Linked DNA regions of Ovis aries: region 1 is linked to region 2. A link is a contact called in public Hi-C data. All regions are on one chromosome and are shown on one strand. Each heading gives the region's core, a stretch centred on a gene start, on an enhancer-like site or on the middle of the called end of the contact. The rest is flanking DNA. Distances are from core to core; before and after follow the strand shown. Region 1 has its middle 14 kb from the start of TASOR. Region 2 overlaps ARHGEF3 (Rho guanine nucleotide exchange factor 3).

Region 1 (3,464 bases), core at 282-2,781, 65 kb before region 2:
ATGTATCCGGAGAAAGCTCTAATTTGAAAAGATACACGCACCCCAATGTCCACAGCAGCACTGTTTACAACAGCCAAGACATGGAAGCAACTTAAATGTCCACCAACAAATGAATAAAGATGTAGTGCGCATATATGCAACAGAATATTACTCAGCCACAGAAATAAATGAAACAATGCCATTTGCAGCAACATGGATGAACCTAGAGAGTATCATACTAAGTCAAACAGAGAAAGACAACCATCACATGATATCACTCACATATGGAATCTAATTTTAAGACATGATAGAAATGAACTGATTTACAAAACAGAAACACACTTACAGATATTGAAAACAAACTTGTGGTTACCAAAAGGGAAATGTGGCGCAGGGATAAATTAGGAGCTTGGAATGAACATACATACACTGCTATATATAAGACAGGGACCTATTGTATTAGCACAGGGGACTCTAATCAATATTCTGTGATAATTTATATGAGGAAATCTAAAAAAGAATGAATTTATGTGTGTGTGTATGTGTGTGTGTGTGTATATGTATATATATATATATATATATATATATATATATAATGGAATCACTTTGCTATACATCTGAAACTAACATAACAGTGTAAATAAATTATACTCCAGTAAAATTTACAAATAAAATTTAAAAAGCAAAAAAAAAAAAAACTGTTTTGCTTTGCTTTGCGAAACCTCAAAGTATTTAAAAATTATACTTACAATTTTGGGCTTCTCAGGTGGCACAGTCGTAAAGAATCTGCTTGCCAATGCAGGAGACGCAGGAGATTGGGGCTTAATCTCTGGGTTGGGAAGATCCCCTGCAGAAGGAAATGGCAACCCATTCCAGTATTCTTGTCTGGAGAATCCCAGGGACAGAGGAGCCTGGCAGGCTACAGTCTATAGGGTTGCAAAGAGTCAGACACAACTGAGCGTGTATGTGGCACAAATCTTAGTTCCCCAACCAGAGATCGAAGTAGAGCCCCCTGTATTAACCACTGGACCACCACCAGGGAAGTCCCCCATAATATTGTTTTGATTGTAAAAATAGCTTAAGTGTATTTAGAAATTTTTGAACCCGACCCCTGTAGACTGAGATACCTCACTGAAAGTCTAGGTTTGGAGAGCAGAATCTAACACTTGTCTGGCTTCCCTGGTGGTTTGTGTGTGTGTGTGTGTTAGTCACTCAGTTGTGTCTGACTCTGTGACCCCATGGATTGTAGCCTGCCAGGCTTCTCCGTCCATGGGATTCTCTAGGCAAAAATACTGGAGTGGGTTGCCATTTCCTTCTCCCTGGTGGTTTAGCAGAAAATTTGCCTACAATGTAGGAGACGTGGGTTCTGTCTCTGGGTTGGGACAATCCCCTGGAGAAGGAAACAGCAACCCACTCCAGTATTCTTGCCTAGAAAATTCCACAGACAGAGGAGCCTGGTGGATCCAGTCCATGCGGTTGCAAGACACAAGTTAGTGACTAAACTACCACCACCAATGAAAACGAAAGTCAACTTTTTTTTTTTGCCAAAAAGATCCTCAGGAGCATATACACAAACCTTCCAGCAGAGGGGAGCAAAAGCTCATGAAACAGGCTTCAAAACCCAGCAACTTTTCTGTATCACATTCTAAAAATATTCTTTAAAATATTCAGGATAACAGTCACATAAACATATGTAATTTATATGTGTATGTATTATTTTTGCCTTATAGGAATAATGGAATTGCAGCACTTACATTTAGGCAGGACAGAATTCTTCCCAAAGTTCTGACTGCTGAAGGCTCTTAAACGGAAGGACCTTAGGAAATAAATTTCCTAAGGAAATTATTTCATGAGAGGGAACAAAGGTGGGCCATAACATCTCGAAGGCTTAGTGGGGTCACCTGCTGGTAGTTTACCAACTCTTTTACATAGTTTAAGGTACAATGGGATTCTTTTAAGAATATGTTCTAACTATGCACCTAGGTTTCTTCATTTGTAAAATGAGATAATAATTATAACCTAAAACCTCAAGGGGTTGCTGCACAGATGAAATATAAAGTGAGTTCGACACTGTTTTCCTTTTTTTAAATTACAGCAGTGTATATATAATAGAAAACTTATCATCTTAACCATTTTTAAGTGTATAGCCTAGTAAAGTACATTCACATTATGTACAAACAATCCTCAGAACCCTTTCCATCTTAAAAGGCTGACACTCTCTATCATTACACAGCAACTCCCCATTTCCCTCCCTAAGCCCATGGCAACTAACATTTGACTTTCTATTTCTGTGGTTTTGACTATTCTGAGTATATCATAAAGGTAGAATCATATAGTGTTTGTCTTTTTGTAATCAGCTTCTTTACTTAGCGTAATTCCCTCAAGGTTCATCCACATGGCAGCATGTGACAGAATTTCCTTCCATTTTAAGCCTGAATAATATTCCATTGTACGTATAAACCAGTTTATCTATTCATCCATTGATGGACACTTGTCTTGCTGCCACATCGTAGCTATTGTGAATAACTCTGCCATGAACATGGATATGCAACTATCTCTGAGATCCTGCTTTCGATTCTTTTGGATATATATATACCCATAAATCGGACTGTTGGATCATTGTTGTTGTTGTTCAGTTGCTGAGTCGTCTTCAACTCTTTGCGACCCCATGGACTACAGTCCTTTGGGCTTTCCTGTCTTTCACTGTCTTCTGGAGTTTGCCCAAACTCACGTCCATTGGATCAGTGATGCCATCCAACAGCCACATCCTCTGTTGCCCCTGTCTTCTCCTGCCTTCAATCTTTCCCAGCATCAGAGCAGGATCTTTTCCAATGAAGCAGCTCTTTGCATCAGGTGGACAAAGTATTGGAGCTTAGGATCAGTCCTTTCGTATGCTGAATCAAATGATAATCCTATTTCATTCTTCTTGAGGAACCACCACACTACTTTCCACAGAAGCTTCACCATTTTCCTACTTCTACCAATCATGCACAAGGGTTTCAGTTTCTCCACATCGTCACCAACATTTATTTTCTGTTTTTTTCCCAAGAGTAGCCATCCTAATGAAGGTGAAGTGGTATCATTGCAGCTTTCATTTGCATTTCTGTGGTGGTAAATGGTTTGTAGTCCAAAGTACCATGAACCTCCATCCATATTATGCTTTCCAACTGTGGTGCTAGAGAAAACTCTTCAGAGTCCCTCGGACTGCAAGGACATCAAACCAGTCAATGCTAAAGGAAATCTACCCTGAATAGTCATTGGAAGAACTGATGCTGAAGCTCCAACACGTTGGCCACCTGATTCGAAGAGCTGACTCATTGGAAAAGACCCTGACTCTGGGAAAGACTGAAGGCGGGAGAAGGGGTCAACAGAGAATGAGATGGTTGAATGGCATCACTGACTCAATGGACATGAGTTTGAGCAAGCTCCAGGAGATGGTTAAGGACAGGGAAGACTAGAGTGCTACAGCCCATGGTGTCACAAAG
Region 2 (3,318 bases), core at 310-2,809:
TCCCTGCCCAGGGACAGAGCTGTCACTCCAGGTCACTGCCACAGTCTCACCAATGACATGCCCTGCTCTCTGAGGACTTGGGCTGCTACGAGACCATATTTTGATTCCACATCCTTGCCTTCCCTTTCCTCCGGCAGTTTCATCATCTGCTTAGTCAAGCCCTGACTGGACACAGCAAAACTGGGAGTGGTTTGGCAAGATCCAAGGCTACATCCAAGTAGAAAAAAACATCAGCCATGAAATCCCAAGATAAGAACCTGAGGGGCTGAAGGGCACCCACGTAGGGTGGGTGGTCAAGTCTACAAGGAACTCCTCCCAGCCTACCCCTCCCCAGCCCACACTGCTGAACTGTGGGCTAGAAGAGCTGGCTTCCAATCTTGCCTGATCCCAGTACTATCTGGAATGAGGCAATGATAGGAATTCCAGGTGTTCAAGCCATGTCGGAGGTACAAGGTAGAACTCCCCAAAACAACATGCTTCTTTTGGCTTCCAGAAAGCACCAGGCACAGATCCACTGACCTGTTCTCTCTCTCTCATCCTCCTGTCATCCCTTGAATCTCAGCATTATCTTAGCTTCCCAGAAGAGGAAAAAGAAGCACAGGGATGGAAAAGGATGCACAGTTCACAATCTCAGTGTCCCAAAGGAAGCACAGCGTGTTCCAGGCGGATGTGAGATGAGCAAACACGTCACAGGCAAGCAACGCTGACAGCCGGGTCTGCCATCTGACTGAAGACGAGGCTGGTGAGGGATCCTATATTCAGCTGCTAGGTGAAACCTAAAAGGAACATCCAACCAAGGGCCCTGGGTCTGCAGGAAAAGAATGTGGACCCCCTCCTCTTGCTGCCTGGTCGGTTTCTGTTCTGGATGCGAACAGCGATTTGGAGCAGTTTGCAAGCCTCGCAGAGGTGTGACTTCCAGAGAGACACATAAAATGCAGTTACTGAGCTCCCTGGTAACCCTACGCTGTCCCTCTGAGCACAATTTATCCCGTCAAACCGTTTGGTCCGTGTGCATCCTCCGCGGCACATGCCTCCACTTGGAACTGGGGAACACTGCACTTGGGTGTTACAGAACAGCCTGCTCTCAACTGGGAACAGGATACACTGAAATCTGATCCTTCAAAGTGGAGAAAGCTACCAGCCACACAGCCACCGGGGAGTGACCGAATTGGGAAAAAAAGGTTTTTTTCTTAAAATTGAAAACTTTCCTGCTTTGGCTTTCAGCTGACATCTTACCACCCACCAAGCAATGGTTTATAGGAAAATAAGGTACAGGAAACTGTCAGGTAGGTAATCTATAACGGAGTCGTATGGCCTCGCCACTGCTCCCACACTCCCCAAGTGCAGACGAATAGCTTCACAATGTTATTCCTTGGGAGGTGTGTGTGTGTGTGTGTGTGTGTTGGTGCACATATGCAGAACACAAGACTGAACTTTGAGAGTTTTCCTTTTGTAGCACGTTTTTAACGACAGGAATTAAATCATGCCCACTAACAATGTATTTTTCCAAAGCCTCATAACAAACCCTGGCTCGCACTGCTGTACACTTGCAACCTTGGAACACAGTGATTATGTGTTATTTCTAACTCTCAGCAATTAATATGCAACCAGATGTATCATTATCTACAGTCTATTAAAATTCAGAAGACTGTGCATTTGAAACAGGCTGCATCACACTGACAAAGCAGGCAAAAACATACAAGCCCCAGCCCTGTACCCCAGTCACACATGGTTCATTTCAATTACAAAGACACATGAGGGCAAATGAATAAAAAAGGGCAGCTGACTTAAAAGAAGTAAATACAAATCTGTGATTTGGTTGTTTAGTTTTGCCACTGGAGATTCAGCGGTAAGGGGTGCCAGTAAAAGTTTCCAGGAAAGACAAGGGCAGTTTTGTGGTAAAAGAAAAATGTTCTTTATTCCTGAAGTCAAATGCTCCTGTGGCAGAAAGGGGCAAAGTTCCCATGAGCTTGCCAGCACTGGCCAGCTCTAGAGGGAAGGGCTCCTCCGGGAGACTGGTGAGGGTCTAAGCTGACAGATTCTCCTCAATCCCCCAGCACCCTCAGGGATGAGGGGAAGGCCCATTCACCAGAAGGTGCTCCCTCCTTCTGCCCCATCACTTAGAGGTCAGGCTCTGGACCACTCCTGAATTTACAAAGCAGGTCTGTGCAGAGGGGTGGCAAGGGGCTGTCCCAGCCCAGCAAAGCCTCTAGAATTGCAGCTGTGTAAACTACATGCTGCCAGGACCCTGAGCGACCTACTGAGTTAGTTCAGTCACTCTGTGAGCTTCTAGCAATTTTCTAGAAACAGGGAAATAGGTCGTTCCACCCCGACCCAGATGTAATTCTCTTCTGATTTTGTCAAGAGGAGAAGGAGAGGAAGAGGGTGGGAGGATTGCAAAAATGGGTAAAGGGGGTCAGCTCTATGGTGATGGATGGAGATGAAACTTTTGTTGGCGACTATGCAGAAGTCAAAGAGTGTACACAGACGTCAAAATATAATGTTGCACACGTGAAACTTAGATAATGTTGTAAACCAACGTAACCTCAATTTAAAAACAGAAAGATAACCTCAGGATTAAAATAATAAAGACAACAATAGAAATTTTAAAAAAAAGAAGAAGAGAAGGAAGCCCTATGCAGCCAACGGGAGACCCTGGATGGGGAGGAGGAGGTACCAAGACCCATGGGGTCTCCTGCTGCCTGGAGCCGGCACACACAGTCTCTCATCTATTCCACACAGCAAGCCCATCGCTCCATTTTATAGAAGAGGAAGCAGGTGTTCAGAGAAGTGAGGTGACTTGCCCCAAGTCGTACCCAGTAGTTATTGGCAGAGCTGAAATTCAAGTTCAGCTCTTGACTTGAAAGCTTTCCCAGACAGGATATGCAAATTCCTCTTACAATAACAACTACATTAATAGTAATAAGTGGCTTCCCAGGTGGCTCAGCGGTAAGCCTGGCAATGGAGGAGACATGGGTTTGATCTCTGGGTGGGGAAGATCCCCTGGAGAAAGAAATGGCAACCCACTCCAGTATTCTTGCCTGGGAAATTCCATGGCTAGAGGAGCCTGGTGGGCTACTGTTCACAGGGGCCCAAATAGTTGGACACAACTGAGCACCCTGCCACAGTAATGATACCAACAGGCGATTTTGAGCCAGGCTTTGTCAAAGTATGTTCCATGCATGATTTCCTTGACTTCACTTACGTTAGTACTACTAATACACCCATTTTACAAACCAGGCAATTGAAGCTCAGAGGGGTTAAAAACTCTGCCTGAGGTCACAGAGCTGGTAATGAGTGATAGAGCCAGGACTGAGC

The links. Hi-C and Micro-C count contacts between places; a contact is called where the count stands out from the background.
Region 1: a Hi-C map of mesenteric adipose tissue shows a contact between it and region 2, with 1.9 times the contacts expected there. The contact joins two enhancer-like sites. A contact is called at or near these places in 7 of 16 Hi-C or Micro-C datasets (blood, hypothalamus, liver and 4 more).

What each region holds. Positions count from the first base shown.
Region 1 is chr19:44,426,113-44,429,576 of ARS-UI_Ramb_v3.0, reverse strand. No RefSeq gene overlaps it. Among named protein-coding and RNA genes, the nearest start is that of TASOR, 14 kb to the left of the region's middle. Within about 2 kb of position 1,531, at least 5 of the 54 cell types and tissues checked have an H3K27ac peak or open chromatin away from gene starts, as enhancers often do.
Region 2 is chr19:44,361,227-44,364,544 of ARS-UI_Ramb_v3.0, reverse strand. The region is part of intron 4 of ARHGEF3 (Rho guanine nucleotide exchange factor 3); the gene reads right to left. Among named protein-coding and RNA genes, the nearest start is that of TASOR, 79 kb to the left of the region's middle. Within about 2 kb of position 1,559, at least 9 of the 54 cell types and tissues checked have an H3K27ac peak or open chromatin away from gene starts, as enhancers often do.